Linked DNA regions of Mus musculus: regions 2, 3, 4, 5, 6 and 7 are each linked to region 1. The links are chromatin contacts, called in public ChIA-PET and promoter capture Hi-C maps. All regions are on one chromosome and are shown on one strand. The core of a region is the stretch at or near the end of the contact, and the rest is flanking DNA. Distances in the headings are between cores, read along the strand shown. Region 1 holds the start of Ndufs7 (NADH:ubiquinone oxidoreductase core subunit S7). Region 2 holds the start of Gng7 (guanine nucleotide binding protein (G protein), gamma 7). Region 3 holds the start of Gadd45b (growth arrest and DNA-damage-inducible 45 beta). Region 4 holds the start of Timm13 (translocase of inner mitochondrial membrane 13). Region 5 holds the start of Lsm7 (LSM7 homolog, U6 small nuclear RNA and mRNA degradation associated). Region 6 holds the start of Gzmm (granzyme M (lymphocyte met-ase 1)). Region 7 holds the start of Plekhj1 (pleckstrin homology domain containing, family J member 1).

The links. Promoter capture Hi-C pulls out the DNA fragments that hold promoters and counts their contacts. ChIA-PET counts read pairs in DNA pulled down with a chosen protein or histone mark.
Region 2: a contact with region 1 is called in a promoter capture Hi-C map of pre-B cells, with 4 times the contacts expected there. The contact joins the promoter of Gng7 here to the promoter of Ndufs7 in region 1. A contact is called at or near these places in 4 of 39 promoter capture datasets (cranial neural crest, liver, neutrophils and 1 more) and 1 of 115 datasets of contacts at active chromatin or transcription factors (bone marrow-derived macrophages).
Region 3: a contact with region 1 is called in an RNA polymerase II ChIA-PET map of memory CD8 T cells, with 56 read pairs. The contact joins the promoter of Gadd45b here to the promoter of Ndufs7 in region 1. A contact is called at or near these places in 4 of 39 promoter capture datasets (embryonic stem cells, liver and maxillary cranial neural crest), 1 of 115 datasets of contacts at active chromatin or transcription factors (memory CD8 T cells) and 2 of 9 other capture datasets (adipose tissue and liver).
Region 4: a promoter capture Hi-C map of neural stem cells shows a contact between it and region 1. The contact joins the promoter of Timm13 here to the promoter of Ndufs7 in region 1. A contact is called at or near these places in 3 of 39 promoter capture datasets (liver, neural stem cells and pre-B cells).
Region 5: a promoter capture Hi-C map of pre-B cells shows a contact between it and region 1, with 3 times the contacts expected there. The contact joins the promoter of Lsm7 here to the promoter of Ndufs7 in region 1. A contact is called at or near these places in 3 of 39 promoter capture datasets (liver, maxillary cranial neural crest and pre-B cells), 2 of 115 datasets of contacts at active chromatin or transcription factors (memory CD8 T cells and pancreatic cancer cells) and 1 of 9 other capture datasets (liver).
Region 6: a contact with region 1 is called in a promoter capture Hi-C map of pre-B cells, with 6 times the contacts expected there. The contact joins the promoter of Gzmm here to the promoter of Ndufs7 in region 1. A contact is called at or near these places in 1 of 39 promoter capture datasets (pre-B cells) and 1 of 115 datasets of contacts at active chromatin or transcription factors (memory CD8 T cells).
Region 7: an RNA polymerase II ChIA-PET map of memory CD8 T cells shows a contact between it and region 1, with 42 read pairs. The contact joins the promoter of Plekhj1 here to the promoter of Ndufs7 in region 1. A contact is called at or near these places in 3 of 39 promoter capture datasets (liver, neutrophils and pre-B cells), 1 of 484 Hi-C or Micro-C datasets (natural killer cells), 2 of 115 datasets of contacts at active chromatin or transcription factors (memory CD8 T cells and microglia) and 1 of 9 other capture datasets (adipose tissue).

Annotation. Positions count from the first base shown.
Region 1 is chr10:80,248,006-80,250,937 of GRCm38.p6, forward strand. Ndufs7 (NADH:ubiquinone oxidoreductase core subunit S7) reads left to right here and starts at 1,444. Exons shown (of 8, transcript NM_029272.4): 1 at 1,444-1,486. The coding sequence starts at 1,471. It overlaps n-TFgaa3 (a tRNA gene), which reads right to left and starts at 1,031; the gene lies at 959-1,031. It overlaps n-TNgtt7 (a tRNA gene), which reads left to right and starts at 1,154; the gene lies at 1,154-1,227.
Region 2 is chr10:81,013,360-81,016,291 of GRCm38.p6, forward strand. Gng7 (guanine nucleotide binding protein (G protein), gamma 7) reads right to left here and starts at 1,566. Exons shown (of 4, transcript NM_010319.3): 1 at 1,497-1,566.
Region 3 is chr10:80,928,724-80,931,655 of GRCm38.p6, forward strand. Gadd45b (growth arrest and DNA-damage-inducible 45 beta) reads left to right here and starts at 1,368. Exons shown (of 4, transcript NM_008655.1): 1 at 1,368-1,636; 2 at 1,725-1,826; 3 at 2,306-2,528; 4 at 2,810-2,932. The coding sequence starts at 1,593. The coding sequence ends at 2,923.
Region 4 is chr10:80,899,553-80,902,484 of GRCm38.p6, forward strand. Timm13 (translocase of inner mitochondrial membrane 13) reads right to left here and starts at 1,417. Exons shown (of 3, transcript NM_013895.4): 1 at 1,072-1,417; 2 at 930-998; 3 at 1-707. The coding sequence starts at 1,191. The coding sequence ends at 609. Lmnb2 (lamin B2) reads right to left here. Exons shown (of 12, transcript NM_010722.5): 12 at 1,811-2,932.
Region 5 is chr10:80,853,723-80,856,654 of GRCm38.p6, forward strand. It overlaps Lsm7 (LSM7 homolog, U6 small nuclear RNA and mRNA degradation associated), which reads right to left and starts at 1,487. Exons shown (of 4, transcript NM_025349.2): 1 at 1,459-1,487; 2 at 896-986; 3 at 36-107. The coding sequence starts at 1,464. It overlaps Sppl2b (signal peptide peptidase like 2B), which reads left to right and starts at 1,553. Exons shown (of 15, transcript NM_175195.3): 1 at 1,553-1,666. The coding sequence starts at 1,619.
Region 6 is chr10:79,687,625-79,690,556 of GRCm38.p6, forward strand. Gzmm (granzyme M (lymphocyte met-ase 1)) reads left to right here and starts at 1,396. Exons shown (of 5, transcript NM_008504.3): 1 at 1,396-1,841. The coding sequence starts at 1,787. It overlaps Cdc34 (cell division cycle 34), which reads left to right. Exons shown (of 5, transcript NM_177613.2): 5 at 225-774. The coding sequence ends at 435.
Region 7 is chr10:80,797,117-80,800,048 of GRCm38.p6, forward strand. It overlaps Plekhj1 (pleckstrin homology domain containing, family J member 1), which reads right to left and starts at 1,510. Exons shown (of 6, transcript NM_023900.2): 1 at 965-1,510; 2 at 794-861; 3 at 657-723. The coding sequence starts at 1,058. Sf3a2 (splicing factor 3a, subunit 2) reads left to right here and starts at 1,619. Exons shown (of 9, transcript NM_013651.4): 1 at 1,619-1,689.

The sequences.
Region 1 (2,932 bases), core at 194-2,693:
CAGCATGAGCCATTGGTACCCATGCCTGGGACAACTTTCGGACTCCAGTTCTCTCCTGCCACCTTGTGGGATCTAGAGATCTAACTCAGGTCTAGCAGCAGTCAACTGCTTTTATCCACTGAACCAGTTCAGACCTTTATCATTCTCATTATCATGGTTGGCCTTGAGTTTGCTGTCTAGCCAAGGACTCCTAACTCTCCTGCCTCAACCTCCCCAGGGCTGGAATGACAGGCACGCCACACATGCCTTGTTTATGTGGTGCCGAGGTGGAACCAGGGTCTTCTGCGTGATAGGAGAGAGTGCTCACTAACCACCTACATTTATTCATTTTACTTTATTATTTTATGTGTGGGTGTTTTGACTGCATGCATGCCTGGTGCCTGGAGAGATCAAAAGAGCCATCAGAGACCCATGAATTGGAGTTTTAGAAGGTTATGGGATGCTGGGAATTGAATTCCCATTCTTTTGAAAGAGGAACCAATGCTCTGCTGAGCCATTTTAAAAAAATGTTACCTTTGGGAGGCAGAGGCAGGTGAATTTCTGAGTTCAAGGCCAGCCTGGTTTACAGAGTGAGTTCCAGGACAGCCAGGACTATACAGAGAAACCCTGTCTCGAAAAACCAAAAAAGAAAAAAAAAAAAAAGTTACTTAACAACATCATTACCAACAACAATAATAATTTTGGCTTTTTGAGAGGAAGAACTTGTCCTCGTACACATCCTCCTGCTTCTCTGGGGTGCTAGTCTGACAGGTGTGTAAACAATTCACCCCGATACTTTTACATTTCATAGTCAGTAATGGCTTTAGACCTATTAATTGGAAGAATGCAGGACTGATTGCTAATATGTAAATAGAACGTAAAAGTTCAACATTGGATTGGACTAATTCAAGACTGTGGTTCAAAACGAATCAAAAATCTCAAAAACGGAAGACAGGTTCATCAATGAGTTAAAAACACTTGCCGAAACCCGGGATCGAACCAGGGACCTTTAGATCTTCAGTCTAACGCTCTCCCAACTGAGCTATTTCGGCGACGCGCTGTTTGTCGGTAACACCCTCCCTCCGCCCCGTGCCATTGCTTTAGCGCGCAAGCGCACTTCACAATTTGTCTGTCAAACCTTGTAGGGTTATACTATAAGCAGCTGACTAATGTCGTCTCTGTGGCGCAATCGGTTAGCGCGTTCGGCTGTTAACCGAAAGGTTGGTGGTTCGAGCCCACCCAGGGACGACCACAGCGACTTTTTCATTCCCTAATACTGAATAAAGTGGAAGTTCTTTATTTTGTCGCTGTTTCCTGTTTGTCACAGGACGACCGTGGCGCACTCTGCGCGGACGCGACCACAGGTATAAAGCGGGTCAGAACCACTCGGCTTGTGGTGCGGGTTTCCGCTGGTGTCTATTTGGGCGTTGGACTAGAACCGGAACTCTTTGGAGGACGGACCGCAGAGGTTGTCTGAAGGCCGAGGCCAAGATGGCGGCGCTGGCGGGTGAGTGAAGCCCTTGCGGTCGGGAGAGTGGCGTAGTCCTGGGCTCCGAGCTGGCGCTGCGGGGACCTTGGAGCCCAAGCCTAGTGTTGAGAGGCGTTGGGACCGTAGAGACCTATAGGTCAGATCCCAGCCCTCGGTAATGTCGGTGTCTAGCATTAGGCCGAAGCATGTTTGAATTCACGTTACACAGTTCTGCATGGTCTACATAGCAAGTTGCAGGCCTCCTGCTATCGTCCCTGATTATAGTCGGGAACGCTGAGGCCTGTGTATCTTCCAACCTCAGGAAGCTGACTGCAGAAACCCGGCTGATGTCCCCGAAGCACAGAGTGGGACAGGGGAGAGGCCCAGGACACTTAGGCCACCCACCCGGTGGCTCTTTCCATCTCATCCCCAACCTGGACAGCTAGCAAGGGCCTCTAGAGCAGATGTCTTAGTTTCCCTGCCAAAGCTTTGGTGTCTTTCTCTTTATGTACAGGGATTAAACACCTGTGCAGTTTGGTAGACGTGAGCGACAGTTGCTAAGTGGAACCTCCCATCGCCTAGCAGGTTGCAGTGTTAACATAAGGAGTGGGAGAACTCAGGAAGTCGGGTCTAACTCCTTCTGTGTTTTGTTGTTGCTTTGAGACAGTGTCTGATGGGTCCTAGCTCAAACTCTATACTGTGGGTGATCTTGAAGGCTTCATCCGAATGCCTTCACTGCTAATGCTGGGATGGCAGGTGTGCACAGTCAAGCCCATTTATACAGCACCAGGGATGGAACTAAGAGCTTGGTGCATGCCAGGCAGGGACTCTGCCAACACAACTCCAGCCCCAAATGCCTGCTTTGGAGACAGGATCTCATGTATAAGAGGCTGACTTTGAACTCCTGATCCTCCAGGCTCTGACCCCAAATACTAGGATGACAGACTTACTACTATACCCAACATTATTTTTTCTTTTAAAGATAGGGTCTTCCTGTGTGGCCTAGAGTCATATCAAACTCATGTTCCTGCTACAGTCTCTCATTGCTGGGGTTACAGACCCCACCACTGTACCCAGCCCAGCTGTGATGTAGCCCCCTTGAAGAGTGGAGGGCTTGGTGATTCGTGGTGTTGACTGCTGGCGCCTGAATTCACTCAGGCTCAGCTGTGATCTTGCTGGTGACAGTTAATAGACCTTACTGTGGTCCTATTTGAAGGAGAAACTAACACCTTAGAGACAACAAGGAGGATGTTTGCTGTAAGGCATTGTACTGTACAGCTGTGATCCCATCCCTTGGGACGCTGAGGCAGGATGAGCCTAGCCTGGGCTATACTGGATCCCTGCTTCAAAAGAAGGGCACTAAGATTTCTGGGAGTTCCAGGCCGGCCATGGATACATAGTAATACCATTTTAAAAGGCAGGAAGAGGAGGAGGCCTGGAGATGTGGTCCAGTGTTAAAACATTCACTGAATGTGTTCAGGGCCC
Region 2 (2,932 bases), core at 316-2,815, 770 kb after region 1:
CTCACTGGGGGATTCTAGGCAGGTTCTCCACCCCGGGCTCTATCCCAGTCCACATCCTTCCAACCTGGCTGCATAGATCTCAGGCAGTTTTTCACACCTCTGGGCTGTGGACACTGGGCCTGTTCATTGTCTGTGGGACACTATGGGCCCTGCAAGGCACTGTGCAGTCTTAGGCTCCACACTGCATGCCAGGACCTCCTCCCTGATTTGAGAAAGTTACACATGTCCCTAGATGTTACCCAGTGTTCCCTGCACAGCAGAGTCACCCAAGTTCAGAGACAATCTTACACTAAACTGCAAGCTGACTGTGGTGTTTTTGAGACAGTGTCTCACTCTGCAGTCGTGGCTGTCCTGGAACTCACTATGTAGCCTAAGCTAGCCTCAAATTTTCCATTTTTCTGCCTCAGTTTCCTAAGGACTGGGAGAGCACGCCTGCCACCACCGGGGTAGAGATTCTCATTTGCACCCCAGGATGGTGGGAGTCAAGGGGGGTTCCTCATAGTCTTTCTGTGACAGCTTGCACCAGAATGGCCTTAACACATATCTTCCCTGGCAGATACTGCAGGGAGCCTACCCAGGGCTAGCTGCCCTGCCCTCATGAGGAGGTAGGGGGGACTGAGGACTGAGGGACAGCAGCTAACAGATCAAAGCAGAGTCCCAAAGCCACTGAGAGCACTAGACCTGTCTGCAGCTGCAAACCGGTGAACTTGGTGCCTGGTTCCCTGACACCTGGCAACAGTTTCAGTGCTATAACAAGAGGTCCCCCAGCCAGCCACCGTCACCCTCTCTCCCACCTCGCCCCTACCCCCACCCCATCCCACCCCCGCAGTGGAGAGCTGCCCACACACCTTAACACTATTGCCCCTAACACTCCCACAGGAAGTTTCTGAAACAGTCAGTCAACACTGGAGCCTTGTGCACCCCAAGATCTAAGCCTATGTACCCTGAGTCCCTGAGAGGGACACACAGGTACCTTCCCCCTGCTCTATGTCTTTGTCTCCAAGGTGTTGGTACTGTGTGCAACCAAACAGCAAACAGGTAGTGCCCCACTCCTCCTTGACTGCACCCCACTCCTCCCTGACTGCACCCCTCTTCTCCATGACTGAACTCCATTCTTCTCTGTCTGTATCCCACTGTTGTCTGACTTCACTTCACTCCTCCCTTATTGTACCCCACTTCTCCTGACTGTACGCCACTCCCCTGACTACACCACACTCCTGTCACCTTACCCAATACGTATCTGACTGCACCAAACTCAGTCTTGTATGACTGTACCCCACTCCTCCCTAATTGACTGCACCCCACTCCTCCATAACTGATTGCCACCCATTCCTCCCTGATTGCACCCCACTCCTCTTTGACTGCACCCCAACTCTCTCTGACTGCACCCCACTCTTGTCTGACTTCACCCCACTTCTCTGGGCTGCCCCCGTCCTCTCTGAGGCAGCCCACTCCTCCCCGATACACCCCGAGTCTCTTCAGCATGCGGAGCTCACCTGCCTCCAGCCAGTGTCTCAGCAGCCGCACAGCCGAACGCACCGCGGGGCCTAGAGAGGGCTCTTCCATGGGGCGGGGTCTCCCGCGATGAGGGCGGAGCCTCTGTAGCATTCGGACCAATCAGAAGCCAAGGTGGCGGAGGTTGGTCCAGAGGAGGAGCCTAGGGCCGACAGTCTGGTAGGCTTAGCCTTGGGGGCAGGGCGGGGCTTCGGGCTCGAGTGGGCGGGCCAAACCCAGGAATGGCGTCTCCACGGGCCATTCACTAGCTGGAGGGCGGGGTTATGCGTCTAAAGATTGGCAATCAATGGTGCAATCAAAGGGGCCTCTCTGAGGAGAAGCTGCTTAACGTTAGGCATGTACTAAGTCAGGCTTTGTTTTGTTTGGATTTTCGAGTTTATTTTATTGGTGTGTATTTATTGTATGGTATAATGAGTTTCATTATGACGTTTGCATACATTTGTATCCCATATTGTGATAATATTCATCTTCCGCTGAGCATCATTTTAGCAGTAAGAAAACACCGATCAAACTCCCCATCTCAGCCCAGATCTAACAGAACAGCAAGGTCCAGTCAAAAAACCCCATGGGAGCCAGGGACAGGAAGCTCCCTTGTGGTTTTCAAGGAACGAGTTTGAATCCCGAGCAGAGACCCAGGATAGTGAGGAAATACTGATTTTTTATTTGCTTGTTTATCATTTCTGTATTCTGATGTTCATCTCCGGTTTTTTCTATTCTCTCTGTTACTTGGGTTTTTTTTTGGCTTTTGCAGTACTTGGCTTGGGTTATAACTTCAGCCATATATATATATTTTAAGACAGGGTCACAGTAAACCGCCCAGGCTGGCCTTGAACTCACCATGCAGGAGAGGATGACTTTGACTCTCCAGTGGGGGCAGTGGCACCAGGGACTCATGCTGGAAGCCCCAGCCCATGGGTCTGCATTCTCTACAAGTTTTCTTGGTGACCTCAGAGACATCTGGAACATCCCTGCAGGTAACAGCCATCCCAGGGAAAGACCAGTGCAGCCCCTGGGTGGGTGACCTCAGGATTCTGGTGTGGACTGACATTCTGTGACAGACAATCTACTGGCTCGGCTCCCTGGACTCTTGTCATTCCTGAAGGAACCTGGCTATCATCCACACACACATCCACACACATACATGCACACACATATGAATGCCCCCACCACAGACATGCACAGACAGGCACACACATGCACGTGTGCTCACACACACAAACACACACAAACACTGCACTTTATATTCAGAGAAAGCCCAGAACCTTTCTTCAGTGTTCTTCCCTGGCACATCCCATCCAGGCTGTCCCCAGACCCTACTACTGTTTGTGGTTCACCTGGTAGATGCAGAGTTGGGCTATCTTCCAGCACTTGAGAAGATGAGGCAGGAGGACTGCCCCAAGTTTGAGTTCAGTTTGGG
Region 3 (2,932 bases), core at 118-2,617, 680 kb after region 1:
GGTGGCGCGGAGGAAGCAGGATGCGTCACCAGACCCGGGATCGGGGGATCCGGGGATCCGGGGAACCGAGCCGCGCGGCCGAGGCCAGGACCCAGGCTGGCGGAGGAGGCGACTCAGGGTGATTCACCGGGAGCCCCCGTGCACCGTGGGAGAATCCCACGCGGGTCTATCTGCCTCGCTCGTGTCCTTGCTGTCGACTACCAGCCCTCAAGCTGTGGCTTGGAACGCCCTTGGAAGCCTCAGTTTCCATTTTGCATAATGCAGATATCAATTCCTTTGCCTGACAAATCTTGGAAAGATAAATGACACGCGTGGAAGAAGGGGCTTGTGCTTCATGCTACGCACTACAAAAATGCCAGGGACATAAGAGCGGCTGCCTTTCAGTCACCTCTCCCCGGGTCAGTACCCTTCGGGTTTTGCCACTTGGCTTCCCCCTCAGGGGTTAAGTGTGGCGAATCGATCTGAGGATAGACGGTGAGGCAGCCGGCAGGGGGCAGGGTCACTCCGCAGAGCGTCTGGAGGGCTCTTCACCTGCGCCTCCCGTGCACACGTGAAATTCTCGGGGTGCCGGGAGGAGGGAGAAAGGGTTCCGGATCTCTCCCCCTGCGATCCCTTAGTGCTCTGCAGCCAGGACCCCTGGGGCACCGCCAAGCCACCTACCACGACCACTAGGAAGCTTCCTGTGTGCCTCTCCTCCCGCGACCCTGGCCTTAGAGGGCTGAGCGTTCTCAAAGCACCTTCGTGCTGGCGATGCTAGGGTGCCTTGGTAGTTCTCACTTTGGGGAGAGGATCCCACCGTCCTCAAACTTACCAAACGTTTACTGTATACCCTAGACGTTATTTAAACACTCTCCAACTCTACAAGGCCGGCAGAACACTTAGTAAGCCTCCTGGCGCATGCACATCCCTTCTTTCAGAGCTTGGGAAAGGCTAGGGACTCTCCGGGGACAGCGAGGGGATTCCAGACAGCCCTCCCCGAAAGTTCAGGCCAGCCTCTCGCGCTGGAAACCCCGCGCGCGGCCTGCGTAGCGCGGCTGCCGGGAAATCAGGAGAGAAACTTCTGTGGTTTTTTTTTTTTTTTTTTTTTTTTTTTTTTTCTCTCTAGAGCTCTCTCTCTAGAGCTCTCTGGCTTTTCTAGCTGTCGCCGCTGCTGGCGTTCACGCTCCTCCCAGCCCTGACCCCCACGTGGGGCCGCCGGAGCTCCGAGCTCCGCCCTTTCCATCTCCAGCCAATCTCAGCGCGGGATACTCGGCCCTTTGTGCATCTACCAATGGGTGGAAAGCGCATGCCTCCAGTGGCCACGCCTCCACCCGGGAAGTCATATAAACCGCTCGCAGCGCCCGCGCGCTCACTCCGCAGCAACCCTGGGTCTGCGTTCATCTCTGTCTTCTTGGATTAATTTCGAGGGGGATTTTGCAATCTTCTTTTTACCCCTACTTTTTTCTTGGGAAGGGAAGTCCCACCGCCTCCGGAAGGCCTCCGACACTTCTGGTCGCACGGGAAGGTTTTTTTGCCTCTTGGGTTCGTATCTGGACTTGTACTTTGCTCTTGGGGATCTTCCGTGGGGGTCCGCTGTGGAGTGTGACTGCATCATGACCCTGGAAGAGCTGGTGGCGAGCGACAACGCGGTTCAGAAGTGAGTACAACAGAGGCTGAGGTCTTCTCGCCCGCCGCCTGAGGTCTGCGGGGCTGTCATCGGCTAATCTCCCCATTTGGCCTTTTAGGATGCAGGCGGTGACTGCCGCGGTGGAGCAGCTGCTGGTGGCCGCGCAGCGTCAGGATCGCCTCACCGTGGGGGTGTACGAGGCGGCCAAACTGATGAATGTGTGAGTCAGCACCCCCCTTTCTCGGGCGTGGGTGGGGGCGCCCCTCTGATGCACGCGCGCTCCAACATCCCTATAGGGCTCGGGGCTTTGGGGGACTTTCCCAGCGCTCTCGGTTTTGGGGAGTGGAGGGCGACATTTCTCAGAGAATTTTTTTTGGGGAGGAGGAAAGAGAGTCGCTGCAGAACCCTGACTTCGCAAGTTTGAGGTTTTGTGTTTTTTGTTTTGACAAGGCAACCCCAGTAACTTTGGACTATGTGCTTCCTCCCCCACCGCCATCAGTATTTGCATAGTCGGCCACCCCAGCACCCGTGCAGTACTGCGGCTGGGGGGCTGTTCTTATATACACTCCTGATGCACGATGGGTCTTGTCCACCCTTCCCGCCTGCGGTTCCTGGAGCTCATATCCCCCTATCCCACCCCGTGCACGGTGACACCCGCTCCTGGTCTGACGACCCCCTGACACTCCTTCTCTCCTGCAGGGACCCCGACAGCGTGGTCTTGTGCCTCCTGGCCATAGACGAAGAAGAGGAGGATGATATCGCTCTGCAGATTCACTTCACCCTGATCCAGTCGTTCTGCTGCGACAATGACATTGACATCGTCCGGGTATCAGGCATGCAGAGGCTGGCGCAGCTCCTGGGGGAGCCGGCGGAGACATTGGGCACAACCGAAGCCCGAGACCTGCACTGCCTCCTGGTCACGGTGAGCCCTCCCCCCCCCCACGTCTCTGTCTCTCTCTCTCCCCGCCCCACCCACCCGTCCTGGTCACCTGGGTCCCGTGTTTGTCAACATAGCTGGGCTGGCTGGTCCAGCACCAGCTCAGTGCCCAGCCATGCTTGGCATGTCCCGTGGGCTGCCTAGTCACCCTGGCAGCTATTTTGAGCCAGCCTGTTTTTCCCCAGTAGGGCCCCTGGCGCTGAACAGAGGCTCCCTACCTAACTCCTAGAACTCCCACTAAACCCTTCTTTTTCTCCCTCCAACAGAACTGTCATACAGATTCCTGGAAAAGCCAAGGCTTGGTGGAGGTGGCCAGTTACTGTGAAGAGAGCAGAGGCAATAACCAATGGGTCCCCTATATCTCTCTAGAGGAACGCTGAGACCCACTC
Region 4 (2,932 bases), core at 167-2,666, 650 kb after region 1:
TTGGCTCCTTTGGTGCTTATGTTTTGGTGGGACTGACCAAATTGACCAAATCTCATGTACCAATCCTCTTGCCTCCACACTTAACCCACCCTCAAGTGCTGGGCAGACAGGTGTGCACCACACTTGGTTTATTCAGAGTTAAGGTCAGCACCCTGGGCCTCATGCATGATAGGTGAAGGCTACATGAAGCCTTGCTTCTTAACCTCGGCTGGTCTCCCCGGGATGACCAAACACCTGAGATCATGCTCCGAATTCCCTGAGAGCCAGCAGCCCACTGACCCCAAGGGGAAAGATACCCTGGGAGGTCTGGGCCTACTCAGGGGAAGGGACCTGAAGCAGTGAGGTGACACGCCTGCTTTACTGCCCCAGCAGCGATTTATTGGCCTGCTCTCCTGAGGTCACAGGTCAGTGGGGCCAGCCAGATCCCTGTGCTCTGTCGGGTCCTCACTCTCTTCTGAGATTGAGCTGGACGCAGCAACCCAGGGGAGAGGCCTCGATCCCCAAGCCCTCCATGCTGCCAGACTTCAGGGCGGCTAGGAGGAGACACCCTAACTGGCAGGGAAAACAGTTCAGACCATAAGCACGGTGTCCCGAGGCACAGGTCCCGGTCACATGTTGGCTCGTTCCCGCTGCAGTCGAGAGTTGTAGGCGCGGGACACGGTATTCCAGGCGTCCATGTAGCGGTCCATGCACATGGCGATGCATTTCTGCAAAGCGTGGAGGGGGATCCCTGACTGACGGTCACACGACCCGAGGATCACCCATGAAGGCTGCACCGATCTAGGCACAGAAGCCGGGTCCTCACCCCGCGCACGCGCACAACTTCCTCAGTAGCTAAGGCTAGAGGCCGCGCACGCGCACATCTCTCAACCTCCTAGACGCTCCTGACCCCGCGCCCCTCACCACCCCGGGTTCCCGAGATGTCTCACCTGCTCCGAGTTATCCAAGGAGCCCCCGGGCTTCCCGATGCACTTCCGGAAACACTTGTCCGTCATTCTCTGTGGACACACGCGAGGTCTCAGCGGGGACTCACCCGGGGAACCCCGCCACCAACCCCGGCGCGCCCCGCACCTGGAGCAGCTCCTGCGCGTTGGCCACGGCGATCTGCACTTTCACCTGCTCCATAATGGCCCCCGGGTCCAGCTTCCCGCCACCCGTGCCGCCAAAATCCGAGCCGAAGCCGCTGTCCATGGCTGCTCAGTCAACCGGGCCACGGTCGCGCACACCGACCATACGCCCCGGAAGCCAAGCCGGGGCACCACGGGAAACAGAGGCTGAGTCGATTCCCACAAGGCAGCGCGCGTCGTCAGCAGTCTGACAAAGCTGCGGCCTGAGTCACCATGGAAACAAGTTAAACTACACCTCCCACAAACCCGTGCGCGCCGTGCACTCTGACCTCGGAGGCTCTATGGGAAACTGCAAACTCCTGCTCCCACAAGGCTGTGCGCGCCGTCCCTAAGCACTGTCCTTTGGCTTCTAGAAAGGAAGGAAACCCGAACCACAATTCCCAGAAGGCTGTGCAACTTCCCGCGTGAGCCCACTGACTTTTGACGCCCTGGCAAGGGCTGGACCAGGGTCATTTTGTCCTGGACCTCCCCGCTGCGCATGCGTACAATATAAAATCCTCGCTGCTTTTTTTTTTTTTTTTTAATATGTTTTTTTTTTAAAGTTATACGGATGGTTGTGAGCCACCATGTGGTTGCTGGTATTTGAACTTCGGACCTTCGGAAGAGCAGTCCGGTGCTCTTACCCACTGAGCCATCTTACCAGCCTGCTGCTCCTATCTTAATCTGAAGATCTACTCTGAGGCTGCAGTTAAAGTCAATGTTTATTTGAGTATACAAAAGTTTCCAGTTGTAAAATGTATATTACAAATCATAGGCGTAAAAGAAAAGGTGGAACACACGTTTGGCATGCATCTTATAAAAGAAACAATCTGTAGAGCTGAGCGATGTGCGCAGTGCCGGCGGCTCCCCAGCAGCAGTGCCACTCCGGTAACCATCTCACCTAGCCAGGGCCAGAAACAGACCCCTGAGGACCTGCAGATTACTCTAGACCTGCTCCTCAAATACAAGGAAGCTAGCTCCAGTGCAGAGTACACCTGCCCTGTGGGCAAGGCAGCAGAGCTGCGCAGTGACTGCAGCCAGCCATAACTATCCAGGATCCAACGCCGGTCACAAAGAAAACGGAGGTATCTAGAAGCAGGAGGTGGCTGGTGGGTTCTGGAGGTTGGTGGCAGTGGTGGCATCCTGTGGCCAAGAGCTCTTGCCTTGGGGGAAGACTAGGCCTGGACTCTTCCTACCATCAGCTGTGCCAGGAGAGAGAAAGAACTCGCCCTAGCTCAGTAAAGGAAGCTGCCAGTTGTGGCAGCTCCAGGCCTGAACCCCCAGAGCATCATCCCAGTGAGCTGCGTTACTGACCGATGTAAAAAAATAAATATTCTTTAAAAAAATACCATGTGTCAGTGGTGGGGAGGTGACAGGTGAAACTGGCTGGCTCCTGGCACTAAGTTGCAGGGAAGCAAGTTTCCAGGCCTTGCCATCGAGGTGGGGCACAGAGGGGCCACACAGTATTCATACAGGAGAGGCCAGGAGCATAGCTAGTGTGGCCACACTCATGTGAGCAGTCACTGGCTGGGAACCTGCAGCCTTTGCTCCTGAAGGCACAACGCCCACGGTTTGCCTGTCCCCTTCAGTCTTAGGATGGGAGGCGTCGTCCCATGTGTGAACTCGCTCCTCCTTGGTCCTCCGCTTTAGAAGGGACTAGAACAATTCAGAATCTGGGACCAGAGAAGCCTGTGAATGCCCTGGAGCTGGGGACTGTTATAAACCCTTCAGATTCAGAGCACAAAGCTGGGCCATCCCTGGTTTCAGGTGCCATCAACTCCAGGAGAGGAGGGTCTGCCCTGTGTCCTAAGAGCCACCACATCCTG
Region 5 (2,932 bases), core at 237-2,736, 610 kb after region 1:
CCAGCACCGTCCTACAACAACCTCGGCCGGCTCACCTCTCATGTACTCCATGGTCCCATCCAGCACCAGGTTGAGCAGTGGGTCAAAGCCCTTCAGGATACCGCTGGCTTGAGGAACACGGGCGAGACATGGAGAAGAATGTCAGTCCACCCCGTAACACATATAGAACCTGGTATGGCAGCTCAGGAACAGTTGCCACCACAGAACTCATGAGTAAGTAAGTGTGGTGGCCTAGTCACTGTGACTCCAACCCTCTTCTTTCCAGTATGGAAGGTGCTATATAGTGTCCATAAAACTTTATTGTCACCCATCCATGCAATCTGAAACAGTCTCCCCCCCCCCCCCCAGGGTCTCATGTGCCCAAGCTGGTCTCAGACTCACTAGGCAGCCTGATCCTCCTGTCTTACCCCTAGTGTTGGAATGCCAGGCTTATACAACCACGCCAGGTTTACACGGGGTTGGGAATAGAACTCAGGGCTTTATGCATGCTAAACCAGCAATCTACCCACAGACATACAGCCCCACCCATGGTTGATTCTTGGAGACAGATCTTGCTACATAACTTAAACTGGCCTGGAACTTTCAATCCTTTCATTGGGAAACCTTCCAGGTTCCTGCTGTGTCCAGGTGCTTAAGAACAGGGCTTCCTATCACCTCCTTCCACCTCCTCGTGGGTCCTGGCCCCTTCCTTCAGGATCCATCCATACTGGTCTGGGTGCTAATCTCACTTGACTCCTTTCCTGGGGCTCTGTTTCCCCACCCACAATAGGGGCATACCTTTCAATGGTACACAATAGCCCAAGCCATTATTGGAACGCCTGTACTAGGTGGCTTCCCTTGCTTGCTGTGACCTCAGCCAAGCTCTGTGTCAGGGAGCCCTGCGGTAGGCACTCACCTTCCCGGCCACCCTGGAACTTCACCCGAATGGTCTTATCGATGTACTTGGAGAGGTCCAAGATGCTTTCTTTCTTCTTTTTCTCTTTGTCCTGCTGGGAGGTGGGGCGCTGAGGAGAGAGGTCCAGCCTCCCCATATCCCTGTAGCCTGGGCATGGCACCCAGGGACTCCTTTCCAACTCAGGCTCCCAGAACCCTGGGTGCATCCTCACCTCCAGTGTCTGCCTAATTGAATGCTATGCCCGAGTCTGCATTTCTGTCTGCATGCCCACGTCCTCATCTGCATCCCTGGATACCCCATCTGCACTGTTTCCTGTACGCACCCCTGTCTGCCTGGTCTGCAACCCCCACGTTCCGCGTCTGCATCCTCATGTCGGTCGTCTGTTTTTCATGTCACCTGGTCTGTACCCATGGCTTCCGTCTGCAGTCCCACGTGGCTCCCATCCTTCAGCACCCTGTCTCCCTACTCTAGGGCGTCCGTCACTCTCCTTTCAGTCTTTCTGCTCTCGCTTCCACAGACCCTCGATCCCGCGGCCCTGCTTTCCACGATCTAGACATGCTCACCGCCATCTTGTCGCCTCACGTCGCTCTGCGCAGGCGCCGCCCCGCCCTTTTCTAACGCGGAGGCCTTTGCGCACGCGCAGCCTCGGCGCAAGCACGTTGCGGCGTCCCGAAGGCGTTGCCAGGAAACCTTCCGCCTAGAGCTGCGGGGGGACCGGCGGACATGGCCGCGGCGCGGCTGGCCGCAGCTTTGCTGCTACTCGCGGCCCAGGTGAGCGCCACGGCCGATCGGCCCGGCCCCCCAACTCCTGACCGTGCCCTTGACCTTGCGGTCCACTCGCTCATTGCCACCGCAGACTTCTGGCGGGGCTTAGCCCGCCCTGCGCCCCGGGGCCCCAACCGCCGCCGCCGCTGTTCCTGCCAGCCTCAGTTTCCCCTTTTGCAGAATGGGGCGAGTTCCCGCGCTCCATCCCCGGGGCGTCCAGCGCGGCCCCCGAGGTGCATGCAGCCCGGCACCCCGGCTTCTGTTCTGTGACCTTGGGCGGAAGGGGGTCCCCACCTCAGGGTCGGTGCAGAACGCTGGGGACGAGCTTCTGCTGGGACGCCTCAGGTGTGCGCGGGGTGCGCCCTGGCAGGAGGCTGGCTTCTGGTGTGCTTTGCTTTCTGAGAGAGGTGGCATGCTGGTCTCGAACTCGGCGTAGTCCAGGCTAGCCTTGAACTCACTATGTAACCCATGTTGGCTTCACACTCACTCTGCAGTCCAGGCTGCCCTCCAACTTGCTCCGCAGCTCAGGCTGGCCTCCAGCTCGCTCTGCAGTCCAGGCTGGGCTCTGACTTCCCATGTTGCCCTGGCTGTCCCTGTGCACCCGGTGAGGCTTGGCTAACCTGGAACTCAAAGCAAAACACCGGCCTAGTTATCTCACGCGCCGCATCGCAACTCCTGGCTTAGTAGAGTCCTTTCTTGTTTTGTCTTTGTGGCTCCAGCCTTCAGTCCCAGATCCTGGAGTGTTGCATCCTTGGGTCTTGGGCCGGTTTGAAGGGTGGCCAGTGCGTCCTGCTACTGTGTACGCTCTTGTCTTGTGAAACAAGAGCCCAGGTCATTTTTAAAAATACTTTTTCTTTTCCTTTTTGAGATTACAGACTTTTGTGACAGGGTCTCCCTGTATGGCCCAGGCTGGCGGTGGGCTTGCAGCTCTGCCTCAGCCTCCCCGGTGCTGCCACAACTGGCTGGCATGTGCCTCCTTGATTGGCTAAGCTTTAAGGCATTCCTCACACATGTGGTTCCTGGGCTCTCCACCATGTGGCCAACATCTCTCTTTGGCTGCTTTTATCCCCACATCCTGTTCTTGGCTGAGCATGAGCTTTTGAAAGTGTGTCAGGGCTTGCTGCATCTGGCCAGTGGGCCAGGGCTCTACATCATATTTAGCAGGCCACTGTCCTCTGGAAACTGCCCTCTTTGTGCAGGTGCCGTCCACCAAGGCTATTCTGGTTTCTCCTTGTCTTTTTTTTTTTCTTTTCTCTTTTGATGGAGGAACTC
Region 6 (2,932 bases), core at 146-2,645, 560 kb before region 1:
CTGAAGCCACCCTGAGACTCAGCAGGCCTCCTGCCTCAGCCTCCAAGTACTAAGTGACAAACCTGTTTCCCACAGCCAGCTGTGGTTACCTTCCTGCTGGGAACTGGCCACTCCTTGTCCCCACGCCCTTTATTCCCTCCCACCTGCTCCCTGCCCTCCATTCAGTGTCTATTCTTGGAATCCCATTGTCCTGGGCCTTGGCCTCACCTGCCCTGTCTCCCCAGGAAGCAGGTCCTGGGGACCAAGGTGGACGCGGAGCGCGATGGTGTGAAGGTGCCCACTACGCTGGCCGAGTACTGCGTGAAGACCAAGGCGCCGGCGCCCGACGAGGGCTCGGACCTCTTCTACGACGACTACTATGAGGACGGCGAAGTGGAGGAGGCCGACAGCTGCTTTGGGGATGAAGAGGATGACTCTGGCACCGAAGAGTCCTGACCCACGTCCCTGAAATAAACTTACAAATTTTACCTCAGCAGGACCCGTGTGGGCCTCAGGCGACAGACTACCTCACCGAGGTTCCATGTGGGCTCCCATCCCATGATCCTTAGGTCCTCTTACCCCGTATTCCCCATGGGTTTTCCTCGGCTTTGGAGAAGAGCTGTGGTGCAGGGCAAACACCCCACTCAGCTTTCAGATGATGACAAGCCTGGGAGGCTGGGGACCGACTGCCTGGTGGGGAGCCAGAGACTCCAGCCCAGCCCAAGGAAGGCCAGCACCACAGTCTCCTCTCTGCTTTTGGTGTGTGTGAAATAAAATAAAATAGCTTTCTGAGAAGCTGAGAGAATCACCTAGGACGCCGGTGGCACTCGGTACTGAGGGCCACCTGGGTAGCCCGGCCAAGGCCGTGGGATGGGCAGGAAGAGATAGTGACTGTTAAGGCTCAGGATTGTACAGGGGCCCCAGGCCCAGAAGCAACTTGCTGCCTGCAGATCCCACCTTCCTGCATCTGGCACTGTGGCTGTCTGTGTCCGCCTCCATCCTGCAGTCAGAAGGCCTGGGTCCTGAGGCGTGCAGAGGACTAGTATCCCAGCAGTCCTTGTGTCCTGGGCACTTCTTCAGCCCTGGGAACTCCAGTGCCTGCCTGAGGAGTCCCTGTGGCAGGCAGCCTGGTGACTCCCCACAGGAAGGACAGGCTGAGTGATGCTCTGACCACATCATGCTGTGCAGGGTGGCTACAGTGACCCAGTGCTGAAATAGCATTGGGTGCCATGTAAAGAAAGGAAAAGAAAGTGTCACTTTCATTGCGTGGGCCTGTTAACTCTCCAGAGTTCCAGTCTCCAGAACAAAGCTGTACTCTACTGAATAGCACTTCATGGAACCTGTGCTGCTTATAACTGATGAGAGAAGGACAAGTTGTTGGAAAGGCGTTAGTTCAGGCCTTCCTCTACCCGTATAATTTGCAGCCAGCCTTATGTACAAAGTTGCAGGGCCAGCAGTAAGGCTCAGTGGGTAGAGGCCTGCCACCAAGCCTAGCACAGGACCTACACGGCTCAAGGAGAGAACTGACCCTGTGAGTCATCCTCTGTGGGGGTTGAGGTCCATTGAGACAGACCCAGTGTTTACCTGGTGCTAATCACCAGAATGAGCATCACTGGGCTATAGTTGCTGCCCCCCAGGCAGGGGGCAGCTTTGACAGCAGAATTGCTTTCTAAAACCACACAGCAGGGTGTGAAGTAGGAGGAGTTGACACTTGTGCAAGGTGGGTGGTACTGGGAAGGCCACCTGTCCCCACAGGAAGAGAGAGTGGGGAACCCTTTCCCCCAGGGACCACTGATCCTGTGCCAGGATGGAGGTCTGCTGGTCCCTGCTGCTACTGCTGGCCCTGAAAACACTGTGGGCAGGTGAGCATTCGGGGGAAACTGAGGCCCAGAGCCGGGTATCCAGAGGGCTGTGGATGGGAGGCATTACGTACAGGGAAACTAGCAGATGATTCAGAACCCTGAGTAAAAACAGCGTAGAGCCGGGCGCGGTGGCGCGCGTCTTTAATCCCAGCACTTGGGAGGCAGAGGCAGGCGGATTTCTGAGTTCGAGGCCAGCCTGGTCTACAAAGTGAGTTCCAGGACCCCCAGAGCTATACAGAGAAACCCTGTCTCAAAAAAAAAAAGAAAGAAAACCACGTAGCCTGGTGACAGGCCTCTGAGCTCAGTATTTGAGGGGTCTGAGGCAGGAGGATTGCCATGAGTTCAGTTAGAGTGAGACCTATCAGAGGAAACAAAATGGGGTTAAGGATATAGCTTAAGTTGGGGCATATGCCTGGTGTACAGAAAACCTGGGCTCCATACTCCATTCCACCAGGCATGGTAGAGCACACCTGTCATCCTAGCACTGGAGGTGGAAGACCAGGAATTCAAACCCTTGCTCAAACCCTTGCTCTCCAGTGAGTTTGAGGCCATCTGTGCTACAGAGCCTCCTGAGCACTGACATTAGAGGTGTGTGGCTACCACACATGACTTTCTTTTTGTAAAGGTATTGCCATGTAGCCCTGGCTGGCCTGGAATTTATAAGTAAATACCCGCTTCTTGAGTTTGGTCAATGAGAGGCTGTGCTACCATCCTGAGGTACAGATGGCCTACAACTCACTGTAGAGCTGTGTCTCATGCCTGTAACCCCAGCTCTAGGGGACGAGCCAAGCCACAGGGTCCCTGAGGCTCTGGGAATGTGCTGAATCAGTGAAGCCTCAATTAAGGTATAGGGCAATGCAGAAAACACCAGACTTGGTCTCTGACCTCCATATATATACATCTATCTGTATGCATAGATGCATTTGTCTATTTGAGACAAGATCTCACTATTGTAGTCCTGGCTGACTGGAACTCACGGAATCTGCAGCCCTCTACCTCGTAAGCACTGGGATTGGAGTTATGTGCCACCTCCCAAGTTTTGATGCTTATATTAGTTTGGAAACTTTTAGAACCTCTCCAAAAAATAAGGA
Region 7 (2,932 bases), core at 260-2,759, 550 kb after region 1:
CAGCATCCGTGTCGGAGAGCAGAACGAATACACCTGTAATGTCAGTGTTCAAGAAAGACTCATGAAAGAGACAGAAGGGTTCGTAGGGCTTGCTGGCCAGTCAGTATAACTTAAAAGTAAGCCCCAGGTGGGACCCTACTGCCAAGCCCAATGACCAGCGTTTTATGCTGGAGACCTACATAGTGGAAGATGAGAACCAACTACTCAAGTTTCCCTCTGGCCTTACTGGCATACTCACACCCCAAAACACGTGTGCACTCGTGCAAGAAGGAGAAAAGAGGGGTACAGATAAAGAACCCCACTGGATAATATAGGTAGACATGATGCCCAAATCTCTACAAGATACTGTAAAGTTCTCGTTAGGGAAGAAGGCTGAGACAGGCCTTAAAGCCTGCCCGTACCCTACCCGTGGCAGAGAGGGCGGCAGAGACTGTTCCTGCTATACACCCCACGTTCGCAGACTGCACCTCTCTCAGTTGGGAACGGGCAGAGGGGTCGGAGAAGAAACTAAGCGAGAACCAGACCCAGTGGGCACTCTGAGTGATAGCTGGGCCAGTCCTGGGCCACCAGCGGACGCGGGATCCAGGACAAACGTAGGCTCCTAAGGGAGTAAAAAGGATCGGGTGTGCGGAGCAGAGTCCGGGATGGAAACTTACTGATGGAGAAGCCGCCCGGTTCTTCCTGGGCCACTCTGCAGCGCTCCAGCAACAGGGCTCCGAGGGGCTGCGCGAGACACGGCCATGAGCGCCGGCCTCCGGGCCGCGCGGGTCCCCCGCGCCCCCCACGCCCCTACCTCGGCCTCGTCCGGGCGGAAGTAAAAGAGGAAGTTGACCACCAGCTTCACCAGTCGCCGCTTGGCCACTGTAGGCACAGGGCGGTGTCAGCGCGGAACTGTTCTCATTCGCCCACCCAGGAACCGCGCCGGCCCGCCCAAGTGCCCCAGCCGCAGCCCCGACTGGCTCACCGCTGCCCTTCTTGGGGCCCCGCATGCCCAGCTCGGCCGCCATCTCTGCCGGCTGTCGGGACAGCGCCTGCAACTCTTTCTCGTTGTACCGCATCCCGCCGCACGGATCCGCGCGAACCAACACGCGCCCTGCCTCTCGGCCGCCGTCCTCCCCGAAGCCGCAGCCAGCGCCACAAAAGTCTCAGAGAGCGATCTCGGAAGTCCCAACCCGGTTACTGCGCCTGCGCGTTGTTGGGCTGGTTGCGCGGCCCTAATTTATGGGTCTGCGCGGTTGAACAGAGTCAGACGGGAAGGAGATGGCCCGTCCTTAAATAACCGCCAGACATACTAAGCGTGAGGTGTAAGTTAGACTCAGAGCACTCCACGATGAGCGAAGCGCCTTCCTGGGCCGGTGAACCCTAACGCTTTCCTCTTGTCACGATAGCCGGCGCCGCTAGACTTAGGGCGGAGCGAAACTGTGCGGTCGCTGCAGTGAGCACGCGCACTCTGCGCCCCGACGCTCCTTTCTCTCCCGCCTACCGAAGACGGAAGTCCATCCGCTGGGCCTGCGCACACACGAAACGCCGACGCCTTTGCTCCCGGAAGGGATCGCTTCGTCGGTCGTGCGCACGCGCGCGGCGAAACCGCGGCCTTGGCGGAGATTAAACCCGGATAGCGAGGCCTTAGCGTTGGTGAGGAGCTGCACAGTTTGTCGGTGGCGGCTGCTCCGTCGGGGAGGCTTGAAGGTGGGAGCGAAAGCCCGGGGGCGGGACGGGGAGAGGCAGCGGCCGCCCTCTTGCCTCAGGATCGGCGCGCGCCCGCCGGGAGAGCGCGCTCTCGCGAGGCCCGTTGGGTCGCCGCGTGATTGCTGGCTTGGGTGGCGCTTCTGTGGCCTCCAGGGTGGTTCGGGGTGTCCGAGTGGCGTCTCGGCGTGTATTTTGACCTCCTTGGTTGTTTCCGTTTCCACCTTCGTTAATCGGGGCCCTGGCGACCACTGCTCCTGTCCACCGGAGCAGGTCCCTTGCTGGGATTGAAAGATAACGGTATCTGCACATAAAAGGGATTTGTCCTGGGACCAGGCCTCCTCCCAGACCATTACCTTAACATATACCACGTCTCTGTCCTTATTGATCGTTCATCGGTAATCTTACGGTAGTCCGTGAGGTTGCGCATCTCCCGTCCCTGCGTCCTGGCCTCCTGTCCCAAGTTTCACGTGTGAGCCCCTCCAGTCATCGGCACAACTTTTCATTTATTTCAGACAGGGTCTCACTGCTTAACTGGGGCTGACCTGCAACTCGGTGTGGAAACTTGGCCGATTTCCAGTTCACAGACATTGCCATGCCTCTGCCTTCTCTCGCATAGTGGGACTTACAGCATGAGCCACCACACTTGGCTGTTTTGATTGGTTTTAAGGAATCGAGGGTTTATTTTGGCTGATGGTATGAAGGTGCGGTCTGCCGTGGTGGTCGTGTTGCAGCAGTAGTCAGCAAGCAGATAAATGCCCTTCCCCGCGTTTTTAAAGATTTTGTTTTAATGTGTCTGTGTGGAGCTTTGTGTGTGAGTGGGGTACCCATAGGGTCCAGAAAGGGATATCAGAGTCCCTGGAGCCTACCGCCACCCTTTTTTCTTTTATCTGAGATAGGATCTCACTGCACAGCCCGGTTTGGTCTCTAACACTAACCTAACCATCTTCCTACCTTGGATAAAGAAATGGGATGAGAAGTGTACACCACCACGCCCTACGTTTTCTGTGTTTCCTGGGGTTGGGAACTGTTGGTGGGCGTTTGCAGAGCTTGGTGCCCCATCCACAGAGCAAGCAGTGTGCTCACCCAGGCCCCAGTTTTGTTTTGCTTTTCTAAGATTTATTTATTTATAATGAGTACACTGTAGCTGTCTTTAGATACACACCAGAAGAGGGCATCGGGTTCCATTACAGATGTTTGTGAACCACCACATCATTGCTGGGATTTGAACTCAGGACCTCTGGAG